3 separate regions of the Zea mays genome follow, and all the other regions are linked to region 1. Evidence: chromatin contacts called from public Hi-C data. All regions are on one chromosome and are shown on one strand. The core of a region is the stretch at or near the end of the contact, and the rest is flanking DNA. Distances in the headings are between cores, read along the strand shown. Region 1 holds the start of LOC100381541. Region 2 holds the start of LOC100280300. Region 3 holds the start of LOC103633186 (ubiquitin carboxyl-terminal hydrolase 27).

The links. A called contact is a pair of places that touch in the nucleus more often than the background predicts.
Region 2: a Hi-C map of ear shows a contact between it and region 1, with 1.7 times the contacts expected there. The contact joins the promoter of LOC100280300 here to the promoter of LOC100381541 in region 1. A contact is called at or near these places in 2 of 25 Hi-C or Micro-C datasets (ear and endosperm).
Region 3: a Hi-C map of tassel shows a contact between it and region 1, with 2.4 times the contacts expected there. The contact joins the promoter of LOC103633186 here to the promoter of LOC100381541 in region 1. A contact is called at or near these places in 2 of 25 Hi-C or Micro-C datasets (ear and tassel).

Annotation. Positions count from the first base shown.
Region 1 is chr1:31,047,120-31,051,843 of Zm-B73-REFERENCE-NAM-5.0, forward strand. It overlaps LOC100381541, which reads right to left and starts at 1,845. Exons shown (of 7, transcript NM_001174369.1): 1 at 1,496-1,845; 2 at 1-8. The coding sequence starts at 1,688.
Region 2 is chr1:31,841,169-31,845,892 of Zm-B73-REFERENCE-NAM-5.0, forward strand. It overlaps LOC100280300, which reads right to left and starts at 2,302. Exons shown (of 12, transcript NM_001153227.1): 1 at 2,018-2,302; 2 at 626-829. The coding sequence starts at 2,116.
Region 3 is chr1:30,272,242-30,276,965 of Zm-B73-REFERENCE-NAM-5.0, forward strand. It overlaps LOC103633186 (ubiquitin carboxyl-terminal hydrolase 27), which reads left to right and starts at 2,108. Exons shown (of 4, transcript XR_002749369.2): 1 at 2,108-2,406; 2 at 2,735-2,803; 3 at 2,937-3,068; 4 at 3,168-3,902.

The DNA.
Region 1 (4,724 bases), core at 595-3,094:
TCTCTCCCCTAAATAATAGGCACAAAAAGCACAACACTTTGTTAGATTGTCGATCATATAGAATTAAAGATATATAAGAAGCTTTTAAAAGGAAAGGCGTAAGCTCTACTGCTAATACATTCGAAATAGTCTATCTCAATCTCAACAAATAATATGACATGAAAGAGTATTATTAATAATATAAGGCTAGAAAATTATGATAGAAATACAACATACATCAAACGTTATAACATATTTCAAATATTTTCTCCGTCCCCAAAAAGTTGGCATTGTCTAGATTCATAGCTAATGTGTCAACTATTTTAGGACAGATGCAGTAAATAACAAGAACGGTATTGAGGCAATTAAGTTGGTATATACTAGCAAGGCTAAGATAAAAGAAATCTCAGTTATTTAAACAAATATCGAGTAAGGAAAACCTAAGGATCAAAAAATAAGACCAAAATTGCAAAAAAAAAAAGTCTTGTGTATGATTGAAACCTGTTTTCTCTATGAGCGCAGAATTCTATTTCATTCAGGAGAAGGAAAAAAATCTGCTATCCTTCAAGATATTCAGTAAAAGGGTGGCGAATAATAGGCACTAGCCACTAGGCAGATCCAGAACGTCGTACTCCATATAGATACTGCAATTAGAAACAGGCTGGTACTGTATAATATCCATGTTTCAATCCTACATAATACTAAGTATTCCAACTTCAGTCAAAGATCCAAAAGATAATACAGAGATCAAAGCTGTGGAGTGAGTGCAGACTGCAGAGCTGCAGGCCCCAGAAAAAAGAGGAAAATAATGAACCATATGCAATCACGGACGCACAGTTAAAAAAATTACTTTAGTTTCAGGGAGAGAAAGGTGCCCCAGGGCCAGGAGGCCAGGAGGCCAGGACACTGCCTGCTACGTGGTATCTGTAAAACTCGTTTGCATGCCTGCTGTAGAACATAAGAAAGTAACAACGTTATCTTTCGGGATTTGGACAAAAACAAACACCATGTTCCATAGCTTCACGGTTGGATGTACAGAGAATCCAACAAACCACCTAGAAGGCCAGAGCCATGACCAGAGAACAAAGTCACAAACACGCCGAAAAGGTAATTCCTCCACCAAATATGTAGAGAATATAAGCTATCTATTTTACAAAGAAACATGCACACAAGAAGCACCAAGTGATAGTGAAGTCACGAGCTGTTCAATCATAAAAGTAAGGGAAATCCTAGGAACCCAGAAAAGTCTGCGGAGGATCAAGAATAAGTGTCCGGGTCATCCACAGAAGCATCGAATAATCTACGACAACTCCAGAATCTAGGTTCAAAAGCACATCAATCATATCACCAGGATAGTCTGTAGATAAAGTGCCCGATAGTAACGCCAGCTTTGATGCACAATTACCAGATTAAGAAAATGAAACGCCTATAAAGATTGTAGGGACAGAGTGAACCAACCAACGGCAAAGGAAAACAACCCAAGAATGCGGCGAGTGGCTGGGATCACGGGTTGAACCTTCGAGGAGGCCCTTGGAGCGGGAGAAGTCGACGTGCGACGGGCGCTCGGGGTCGACGGCGTCGAGCACCTTCTTGGGCAACCGCGACACGAACTCCCCGCGCATGGACGCGACGGAGTTGCGCCGCCGCCCAGGCCCGGCCAGGAGCGGCGCCCGCGCGTCGTCATTCTCCCCGCACCCGTTCGCGTCCATCCCTCGCGCCCCCTACGCTCTGCTCGACTGCTCCTCCCTCGGTCGCCGCCTCGCCTCGCCTCGCCTACCCCTCGCGATTCCGTCGCGGTCGTGTGTTCTCCTCCCCCGCCCGTCCGCGTCCGTCCTGCCGCCTAGCTCAAGTAGGGTGGGAAATGGCAAGGACGCCCCGTACCCGCGCGTTCTGCGCCGCGCGGTCGCGCTCGCGCCTGCCTATAAAACGTGGGCTGTGCCGGGACTGGGAGGCGTAACGCAAAACGGGCACGGGCGGGGTCGGCGCACGGCTCCTGCACCGCGAGATCGCGCGGCCGACGGCTCAGATCGTACTGCCAGAACCGTTGGCGCAACCGGTGTCTTCAGATTTGTTTACGCATATCTATACGTCGACATAAAATAAATTTAGTAACGTTATCGTTTATTTCTAGTGATATCTGCTCCCGCGTCCACGACTCCACGTCCACCGGAAAGGAATCATTCTTCTATTAAGCTCGCGTCCACCGGATTTCTTTTGATACGAATGTCTGATCTGACGAGACCACACGTACGCGTCCGATTGATGAGATTTCGTCTAAAATCCATGGCTACTAAAAGAAAAAAAATATTATATCAAAGACAAATCGCAAAGTTCAATTGTGTGGACGTCTTTTTCTTTTAGCCTAAGTGAGTTTTAGTTTCTGTGCATGTGCGTTTCTCTATTCGACACGATAATAGGTTTAAACCTTTCGTTTCATAAAAGATGGCTTGAACTTTCGCCAGGCATTGTCTTTTTGTACACTAGATTTAGTACAATGAGTTTGCGTTTCAATCTCAAAATAAATTAAAAAAATGTTAGCACGCTGCACGCAGCTAGCAGGATGGCACAACGCTAAGGGCCGAGGTCCAAGGTACATGTAGATCTATACGGTTCTTGGCTAAGAACCGAACCGGACGGCACAACGCTACCCTGAATATGTACAGACGAAATGGTAATCAGACTGGTCCACTGTTTCCATGTCCTGTTTCTCAAGAAGGAGGCGTATAGGAGCCCTTGTTGCCAGCTCTACAGACTGCAGACAGCAAACAAGTGCCCTGCTCTCACCTATGATTTTTTTTCAAGATGCGCACACTCCACGATCACAGAGACACATCCAAAAATTCGTCAAGCTATTGATCGTGTTCACTTGCTCGGGATCGTTTCTCTTACGATGCATGTTTGATGTGCATATTTCTCTGGAAAAATACAAAGTACGCTTTCAATTTCAGACTAGATCAACATAGTTAGCATCCAGTCCGTTCTAATAAATATAAGCAGGCAGTCCACACATGATGTTTTCAGCTTATAATGACTGGACGGTGTCAGTGTCACCTAGGGGAGGGAGGAAGATCCCGACAACAGCAAGCGTCATTGCCGTCTGCTACACGCCTTGTCCGATCGACCCGGACCGGGAGTTTCCCGGGCATTTCCACCGTCGTTGTCTGTAATTTATCGATATTGTTCGGCGCAGTTAAATTGAAAACGGCTGAGATTTGTCGAAAGCACAGAAGTTGAAAACGTAACATACCGTCCTTGTCTGAAATTTATCGATATTGTTCGGCGCTTGTCTTCTTCAGAACCGAGCCAGCAAGACTGCAAGAGCTCCATCTAAACCGATGAGAACCGTGCTAGAATAGAATGGCATTATTTAAAAAAAAATATGAAGGGAGCTAGTATTTGACTATTTGCCTCTTGTTCATCACACGATCCGTGCGTCTAGATAGTTTTCTCGCTTCCTTTTTATTATAATGCGTTGGTTAAGGTCAATCTAGGCAAGGTTTCATCGTCGAGCAGCATTATCCAAATGGCATCGTCGTCTGAACTAGCACTAGCAGGCTGGCAATCATTTTTCTGACGAGATCAAAGCATTGCCAACCAGCCGTGCATTTGATATTGTGTAAAGAAACAATTCAGTAGGCTTTGCATACAACCTGTTGAGGCCTTGATTGCCGCCGTAATCCCTGTTATTGCAGTTGGCTGCTCTAATCCCTGTTGTTGCAGTTGACCTAATTTTGGAAACCCCGAGCTATCTAATGGCCAGCTGCTGTTCTCATAAACCTACTATTGGGCTGGCGTTTACTAGACCGGAGCGGAGAGTCATCGGTGGGGGGAAAAAAACTTAACGAACTACTCAAATATTGTTTGTGGGCAGGGGTGATAATGAACTCTAAATTGTATGCTATAAAATTGAAGAATCGAATCGGATTAAGATCGAACTGTATTTCTATTCATTTTTTAATTAATATATTTTTAGGGACCTAACGAATTATGAATAAACATTTGTATCGCGGTACATTACTACCCATATTTGCAGGTTGGTATAGATCCTCTACACTAGCAGATTAACAGTAACCAGGATAGAATTAATCTTAATCGTCTAATCGCGTCTTTGATTGGGGAATCGATTTTATACACCATAGATTCTAACACATTTTTGTAACCCTGCTATAGCCTAAACTAGCAAAGATCGTTTGTGATTTTGCTAGCTATGTGGCATCAAAGAAAAAGTTCAGGCACACTGAGATAGTTTATTCAGGGCCTCCATTTGTCACCATTTGAGATTCAGAGTACTCAGCGAACCACAAATCAATTCGTGAGTAGAATAAATAACTGGGTAGCAAAAGTCAGACCATGTTTGCAACCGCTCGCATAGTCCGACTCAGAAAAGGCCATTTGAGTTTTTGCTAGCAGCAAGGATAAATGTACGGTGTGTTTGGTTTAAGGAATTATTCTATACCTCAAAATTGATGAAATGGGGTCTATTTTAAGAGAACATATCTTGTGCACATGAAAGTTTTGTGCATATGGTGCACATATTAAATCTGCACCACTTATTTTAGATTTAACATCTCTAGTTGTTTGTGTATTTTGTTAAAGACATCCTCCGACGTGATGGAAGGTGTTATTTGTAAATTGCAATGATCAACGAGAGACGTGAGATCTAAAATGGATAGTGATGATTTAATATGTGCATCATGTGCACTAAACTTACATGTGCACCAGATATGTCCTCCTATTTTAAATAC
Region 2 (4,724 bases), core at 1,052-3,551, 790 kb after region 1:
CTATACAATGATCTCAGCTGCCTGATTTTTGACTCGGGCATTTAACATATATGACATTAGCAACTAGGATGAATAAAAACATATATGACATTCCATAAGAAAAGTACTTCTTTTAGCAGTATCTAATGCATGTGTGTCAGAAGATCCCACATCATTGTTTCATAGTACAGCTTTTGGGCCTGAAAAAATAATATATATGCACCATCCAGGTAGTTTTAAATTATACGAAAACATCATATTCATGTATTCCTCAACTGACGGCAGGGTTTACAATTGTAATCAACAAAAAATTGATTACACGGACCAATTTTCGTACTATTTTCCACTGTACCCATCTGACATGACTATGCAACAACTGAATGACTCAGCTGCCGATGTCACCATTCACTATGCTGTCTTTTCATCATTAACTAAAAAAGACAGCCAACCAGCAGAATATCAAATATTCTACACAAGGTGCTGCATGACATCAACAAATGATTTCATTACTTGGTGTAAACAATGCACTTTCCAACGCACCTTCCAATATACTCAGCTTGATAGGCGAAACAAAACTGAGAACCACATGATACACGATAACATATTGAGGTTGAAAAGCTAAAATACAAAGTATGACAAAATATACCGTAAATCGTGGGCCATTTTCCCCGATAGAAGCAACTAGAGCTTTAAGCTCTGCTTCTTTGGCCATCAGTGACTGACGGAGCTGGGCTCTCTCAGCATTGGCACTATCAACCTTTCTACGGTACACACGCATGCACTCTGTTTCCAGTTCAAGGAACATGCGATCTTTATCTTGTTCACGCTCCCCAATCTCTGTCCATATTTGCTGAAACAAAGTTCACTTGTCAGATGTTCAGACATGACAAAGTAATGTACAAAACAAAGATACAAACTTTACAAACTAGAAAATCTCTGTAAGCACCTGAACACTATTTTTAATCACCACATGCAACTTTACAGAATGCAGTTATGTTTTTCTTTTAAAATGGAGTTTACAGTGATTGTACATGGGAAAGTCGTGGATAATTCCTTGTTGTTAGAAATAATGCTAGTATGCTACCCAGTAACTCATGAAATGGGACACGGCAAGCAACCAAATGACGTGCGTACTTGTGAATCAATGAACAAACAGACTGATCACACGAACCCAAAAAAACAGTTAAGGCTATAGAGCATACAACAAACATCAACGAGATAAAATGGAAATGTGACTTGGCATACAATAAACATCAGTATATGTAGAAGTTCTTTTCTATCTTAATTGAAAGGCAAAGGTCCTGCCACTTACCGTAAAAAACAGAGATGGGGGGTTGTTAAATTTTCAGTTCCCTAGTTATTATTTCCCCCGCATTGAGGAATCAGAGAGCTACATTATCAGAACTACTAGCTCATTCGTTACAAATCCAATTTTGAGCATATCTAGTGCTACTGTGCTAGTTATGAAAATAAATATCAGCATAACATTGCATATTCTTCTTTCTCGTGCTATGTCAGCCAGTGGATACTAGTACCAAGCGCCCCTAATTATACCATTAAAGGGTTACAGTATCGATCCTATTTCGAGCCTTCTTGTCCTCCAAATCCATTCGCCCTTCGAACAATTATAATCAGCGGAGAGAAGTAAACACATGTATCCCCCTTTGCTTCTTAAAAAAATATAGAGAACAAGACGACACACACTCAATGGTTGAGCCATTAAAGCTCAAATGATAAAAGCCACAAGCAGCAGAATCAACAGATTTCCAGCTGCTCTTTCAAAAATCGTAGCACCTCTTCAAAGGCTCGTGTCTTGAAAATTGATGGACACGTCAGAATCTCGAAATGACGAGAAAAACTGAAACTTTGTTCTTGTGAGAGAAAAAACAACCCGCAAATTCCTCAGAAGCAAGGAAGCACTCCATTATTCCTGAATCCTTGATTCAGACAATTACCAAATGTTCCGAAGGAACAAGAAAATCAAGGACACGGCGAACAAACAACCAAAGCACATTCCCTTCTCGGGGGAGAAACGCACCTCAAGCTCGCGCAGCAGCGCGCCGCATGGCGTGTCGAAGCTGACGCTGGCCCGCAGAGCCTTGTCCATGCCATACCCGGCCACGACCATCTCGCCCATATCTCTCCTGCTTCTTTCTCTCCCGCCCAGGGAGAGAGAAGAAGCAACTGGAAACAAAGCAAGCACCTTTCTAGTGTCCCTCGCTTTCTTCCTCCTCTCGCCCCTCCCTGTCCTTGCTTCTTGCTCTTGTACCAATGGCAAGGACTCCCAACTCCAACACCGCTTGACAACCACCCTGGTTCCAGAGAGGGAGGGGAAGAGAGAGGCAGATAGACCGGCAGCGGTGGTTGCCTGGTTATATATGGATCTCACTCGGAGTAAAATTGGGCAACGGAAGGGGATGGAGGTGAAACGGGCGATTGGGCGAGGTAGGAGACGAGGAGAGGACTTGTTTGTGAATAGCCAACAATTATTGGGTTGCTTTTGGCTGCAATGAGCCAATGAGAGGTACGGACGAAGTAACCAACAAAAGCAAAACTGCTTGTTCTCGATGCGGTTTTGGGAACTGGTTGCCACAAGATTTGCCTTTTTCTGCTTGGGTTTTCAGGAGTGTTTTGTCATCAGTATGTGGTGACAAGATCTGAAGTCTTGTGAGTATATACGCAGGGCACTGTGCTATGTTTTGTCTTTTACCGATTACTGTTCTGTTGTACTGCTGTAATTTTTTCAGTTTTCTGTGTTTTTTTCTGCAAAAAATAACTGATTTCTGTAAAACAAGAGTATTTCTATTTTTACTCTCTAAATTATCATTTAAAGAGTCATTTACATAAAAATTGTCTTCTATATCTTTTTAATATCCAACAACCTTTTTATATTTTATTTGCATTCTAGAGAGCTATTCGCGAGAAACTCGGAATAGAAAATGACTATATTTATATAGCCATTTAGATAATTATTGGAGAATATTTTTTATAAAAATCTCTATTTATATAGATTAGAAAGAATATAGACTCTTGGAGTGCTCTACGTCTCTATTTTGGTAGAGCTCTAGATCTAAAATGAATCTAGAAAATAGATTTTTTTAGAGCTGGTCACCTATAGCTATAGCTATAGAAAATTCTAGATTTAGAACTGCAAATCTGTTCCGGTTGTGTTTATCAGAGATCTAGCTCTAAGAAACTATAATTTTTTTTACATATTTGAATTACTTTAATTTGGTCTATAAACTATAGCCTCGAGCTAGAATTGTACCAAATTGGTTCTAAAGTTACATGACCCATTCTTATTTATATTTTAGATTAAATAAAAACAAACCATTTTAATTAGTCTAAAAACTACACAGCCAGCATATAGCTTGGAGTTACGTTACAATATACGTACCGTCAGTTCTAGAGAAGGTAAGGTATCTACCACTCCATGAGATCAGTGAATTTTTCGTTGGGCTTCAAATTTATGCCAAATAGTGTCCAACCAAACACAGCTAGTACTTTAGATGGACCACTATGTTGCATCTTACACTTGAAGCTACAACTAGGATCAGTGGTCCAGCATCGCATCTCGTGTGCGCAATCTGAACCGTCCAAGTTTATCGACCTAATCACCTCGCTTCATCGTAAACCAGATCTGCAATGCAGCAATCACAGTGAGTACTAAATGAAGGGTGCTCTTTTTTTTCATCAGGCTCACAGTTCCTACGTACCGAGACCGTTAGGCAATAATCACATCACATATATATATATATATATATGCAGATAAAGAGTTGACTGGAAAACTGCTTGTGTTCTTGAGAGTTTACTACTCCATGCGACCCTGTGACTACTAGTAAGAATTCTGAACCTAAGAGATCCACATGCACAGTATGAAGATTAAGCAGCGCCCATGTGATGATGAGGTCAACCTCAATAGATTAGGAAAAGCTTTTGAGTTCAAAAGTTTAAAGGTGGCTTAAGTAATGCAGCAGTGGATCCAGATTCCTGAGCACTTCTACTTCCATTCCTTCCTCTTTCCAGTCTCCTCGTCCTCACAGCGAAGTGCACATTTTTTTTTTTTGATAATGGAAACATGAGTTCCGGCTTTAGCATGGTAATGCGTACAGCCAACACAAGACAATTATTACATCCGAGAAACGTTGCATAGATAATGAAACTAACTTAAAGAAGCAAAATCACTAGAATGTAGGTAACTCTAGGCATCCTCAATTCTTGCATTTGAGCGCCATCCATGATTTGCAAAGACTTTCATCGCCACCACTTCCAACGCTTGACAGACATCGAGGATTTGTTGATGTGATTCCTCCTTCTGTAGAAGTCTCCAGAATCTGAACCAGTAAGTACCTCTGAAAATGACCTGCAGAATTGATGGTATTGGTTTATGATTAAAAGCAACTTCATTTCGACTAAGCCAAATAGACCAAAATAAAGCTGAGATTCCAGAGAGTAATATTTTTTTGTATCCTGGACTCATATTGCTTCCCCAAGACCCAATAACGTGATTAATGCTAACGGGCCTGTCTATTTTTAAGGCATAGTAAATTAATCTCCAAATGTTGCTGGCCATATAGCAGTCAAAAAAGAGATGATGAATACTCTCATTTTGGTTGCAAAAGCTACAAGACAAGCTGCCATTCCAGCGTCTTTTGGCTAGGTTATCTTTAGTAAGGATCGCTCCCCGACATAAATTCCACAAAAAAACTTTTATTTTCAAGGGGAGCTTAAGTTTCCAGAGCTTT
Region 3 (4,724 bases), core at 858-3,357, 770 kb before region 1:
TTCTTTGTTACAAGGAGCCATGCCCAGCACAAGGTAGCATGAAAAAGGTTGCTAGCAACATAGGATTTGTTTGGGGGTGTTAGATTTTTTGTAACCTTGAAAGGTAAGAAGGTTAATTATGACGATGGTAGGGACTGTCCGAACAACCCTATTAATAATAATGAACAATATGTAAAAATTTAGTGTCTTCAAAGTTGTCCTTTACTGATTGTTTGGACAAGAAAAATGCCAGTATTATGCAGGAGAATTCCAAACTATGAGCTACGAAAACAAAATAAAAAGGTCTCCAGTTAATGTTCATAATTTAACATTTTTCTAATATATGAAATATGAAACACAACTAAATGCCATATGCAGTAAGTTCCTCCTGACATCATGTATTATTTGAGCTATAACTACTTTGTTCTTGACATAGATAAAAGAGTTAAGTTGCTTGTAATAAACTCATAGCCTGTGTTATTTCAAGTTACAAAAAAAACATGTTACAGGTGAAATATGTATCCAATTCGGAAGTATCATAAATAGCAAATCCAGCAAAGATCCTGTGTAAACTGGACTGTCCTTGCAAGCTCTTGATAGCCACATAAGTGTGAACCAGATAACAAACTATTATTTTACATGCAGTTCAATAGGAAGCATGGTCACCTTTCGTAAAGAAGACTATAGTTCATCCCGGTGAGGTCAGGGTTATTTTATACTGAAGTAAAGACGTCTATCAACACAAAATACATTGCAATGCTTGAGCTCTCAGTGAATAGAAATAACCCCCAATAGTAACCGATCACCCCCCTCAGACAAGAGGAGGACACAAGCATGTTTTACATATATGCAGAGGAAAAACAGAGCATCTGAGCTCAGCATGTTAGTTTTTTATTACAAAAACACTAAATGAGGAAATACCTAATAAATGGATAGATAGACAGTGGTCTCGGTTTTAGGTTACCTTCGAAGTATATCACCTGACCTAGGGTGCATGCAGACAACCAGTTGCACTGTGGGATCTAATCATTCGTGTATGGTGCCGATTTTAGTTCCTCATTGTCGCTTGGTTTATCTGGGAGGTTTGCTCCCTGAGAGAAAGAACAAAAACAAAAGGAACCTAAAAGAATTTCTGTTATTACATCCACCGTATGGGTTGTAATATACTATGTCTGTTTCATTGGTTCATTGGTTTTTTTAGGTTTATGGCACGATGATTCATCTCAGAGTTTCTGATTCTTATGTTTTGTCACAAGGGCAAGACGACAAGTCATTTTGCTGCTAAAGTGTTAATATGCAAACTGTGTGTTTGATCAGGCGAGAATTTTTCCACCGTTTTTGTAAGTAATGACTTGTTGTGAAACCGACATTTGGGCTATATGATGCAGTAGTTTGTGTTGCCCTACAAAAGCACATAGTTGAATGTACATGACTTACCTCAAAAACTTGTAATTTACACTATAATGTATAGATATGGCGTCTTCAATAAATACTGAAATGATTTTTGTTTATACGATGGATTATATAATGTGTTTCCTAATTCGTTACACTATTGAGAGACATAAGGATTATTAAATGTACTATGTAACTTGAACCATCTGACTCTATAAGCTTCGGTACATTGACAACCATACAATGCCAAAGCACTGAAATATGTGGGGTCCTCAGCTGCATATGCAACATAATGCATTCACCGGTGGTGGAATCCATGCAACCTATAAATTTTTTGACAGTGTTTTCTCCTATGCTCCGATTTTCTTGGGAATTGATAGGTCCTTGTTATTTGCATTGCTTGGATTCTTTGCTCCACATAATCTGTTCTTGCTTCTATATAAAACCACTGAATGGGACTTCTTTTTATCTTTTTCGCTTTATTCTTCTGACATTGGTTATGTCCTGCAAAATATAACTGCATGGCACTCTATTCTTGGTGTCCACCATTTGATTATAAATGCTTTTTTGTTACATGCTCACAAATTGTTATTATTGTACTTGAGCTTTGCATGTCGCAGACTTAAGCATAGTTCGAGATGAAAGGACTATGTTGAATCCACATGGAGTAATGCATGCTTTGAGTTTGAATGTTGGTCACTTCAATCTGACCAGACAACAGGTATAATATTTACTTCTCTATCTTGTTTTCATTTTTTAGTATTGCATTAGATGTGCAGTCATCATAAGAACTAATTTTCCTTATAGGATGCTTCAGAAGCTTTTCTCCATCTTCTGATCTCATTGAGGGATGAATTTGCCCATTGTTATGTACCACATAGGAGTTCTCTGGCAGACATCACCCTTTCTGACTCCAAAGTATACAAGCAAAGGGAAGGTAACCTGCCTGAATGCAAGCGGTGGAAACAAAACCTATTTGGCCCCTTTGATGGGACAGTTGGCAGCATATTGTCTTGCAGAAACTGTTCTTCTGTGGTAGATTCCTAATTTCCTATGCTTCTTATTCTGTCACTGTTGAACTGTGGCTTATAAAAAAGTAACCTACTGTTGTCTTTCATATATGAATGCATTTGGTTCCGGATATACCACTGGATACATAGATATTGACACGATGTCCAGTGCATGCCCCTACCTTTCCTAGCCGTGGTAAAATTAAAGAATTATTATTATGGAAGTAATTTAGCCAACAACAAGTGATGCTATTTTCATATTGCCAATCAGTTATTTTGCGCATTTTGACAGTTAGCTTAAAATACTCCTGTTTTGTTAATTTTAATGTTCTCCCTTGTTACATATCTCACAGCTGTCATTGGACTTCGAGAATTTCCACTGCTTGCCTCTTTTGCCAGTCCTTAATGCAAATGGAGATATTGTATATCCGCGTCAACCTTCCTAAATTTCCTTGGATGATTCAAGTTTTTTTTTAAAAATATTCATTCGCTGTCCATTTTATGCTCATTAATGGTATTTTTGTTTGTTACATTTATCCTATGTCATGACACTAGACCAGTGGGTGTAGCTTGGTGGATTGCCTAAAGTACTTCACTGTGGTGGAGCATCTTGACAACTATCGTTGTGACCGGTGTTGGCACATCATTGCTGCCAAATATCTTTCTCTTAGATCAGAAGTTGATGAGGTAATTATGTTCAACTTTGTATTAATTATCACTGCACTGGAAATTCTATTGCGCCCTTTGCAATGTTGAGTATGACAACTACATTGATAACTGTTACAGGAAAAGGTTAGCAAAGCTTCAATCCTGTTTTGACTATGGCACTTGCAGTTGCAGGGATATGTTCCCCCTGGAGTCACTGCCATGTTCATCATCTTCACGAGCAACAAAGCAGCTGATTATCAGTCAGTGCCCGAAGGTATCCAAAATTTAAGTACTCGTTGAGACTCACATCAACTGTCATAAAATTAAGTAACACCTCAGTTGTTTCTCATCCAAATACCAGTGGAGACAAAGATGTGACTTCGGATAACAAATCTCAGCATGGATCTTCAGAATTACCTCCTAGAGCTGAATTTATTGGCAACAAACAAATGACAGTAGAAAGGTACAAGGCGCATCCTGGACATGTTAATTACATCCTAGGAAGAACAGAAAGGATATGTGATTGTTGAAGGAGCGCATCTAAGCCTTAACTTTGTGGTACATATTAGCCAAGTAATGGTGCAGGAGTATTTCATAAAATTGTAGGGCGCCCGCAAGGGCGCCTTATGTTCTAGTATCTTGAAAAAATGCATCGTGTAGGCGTTCTGCCGGCCGCCGGCTAGGGTTACGGGTTACCTGCACGAGGTCCGTCGCGTCTCGGTGGTGTCCGTGCGAGGAGAAGCCGAGGGGGCGAGGGGGTGTACCTGAGTGGGCCGGCATGGCAATGAGGAAGTTTAGAGGACAGGCCCAAACATCGTTTGGGCTACAATGACTCAACGAGCAAACCTGGTAAAATTCATGACTGGACCTTTAAGATTTATTCCCCCACTATTTATTAGTGAACCTTTGAGATTTATTCTAAAATTTATTGTTAAGTAAATGACTCAAATCTGGTAAACTACAATAGTATCTTATCATCTATTTTATCTTCATTAGCATCTGCTTTTAACTTTGTTGATTTTCAAATGTACCAGTACTACTTGTATGTGTGTGTCCAATTTTATTATAGTTTATTAGAAAGACCTAATAAAATGGAGGGAAAAAATCTAAGATAATGTGCCTATCTCTAACATTCCGGTCCCTTGCCGGAACGGAATGCAGTCATAGATGTGCTTTGATGTTCGCAATTATAGAAGGTCAATAGTGTCGGGCTAATCGGACCGGCCCGGAGCACGGTACGGCCCGTAGTGCCTGGGCACCACACGACACGGGTGGAGCCGGACCCGTGCCGGCACGGCCCTATGGCTAGTGTCGTGCCTGGGCCGAGTGCCGAGCACGCTGGGCTAGCACGGGCACGGTCCGATTAGCTCTAAAGCACGATTAAGCACGATTATGCATGATTAGACCCAAGCACGACTAATTAGTTGTGGGCTGTACTCTTTTTTTCTATCTAGGGTTTTCTCACAAGGGTGAGCTTTTACCTAGATAGATTTTTAATGAGTCAGTCATTGCACTAAACAGCCCAATATTAGCTATTTTAGTATGTTTTAACTGTATTTTTGAATGTCTGACTAAAATTCTGTGGTGTAGTGCTAAACGGGTTAAACGGGCCTACTGTACCGGCACGGCACGGCTAAGAAGGCTATTAAATGGACCAAACGGGCCGTGTTCTAACCGTGCCAGGGCCGGGCCGGG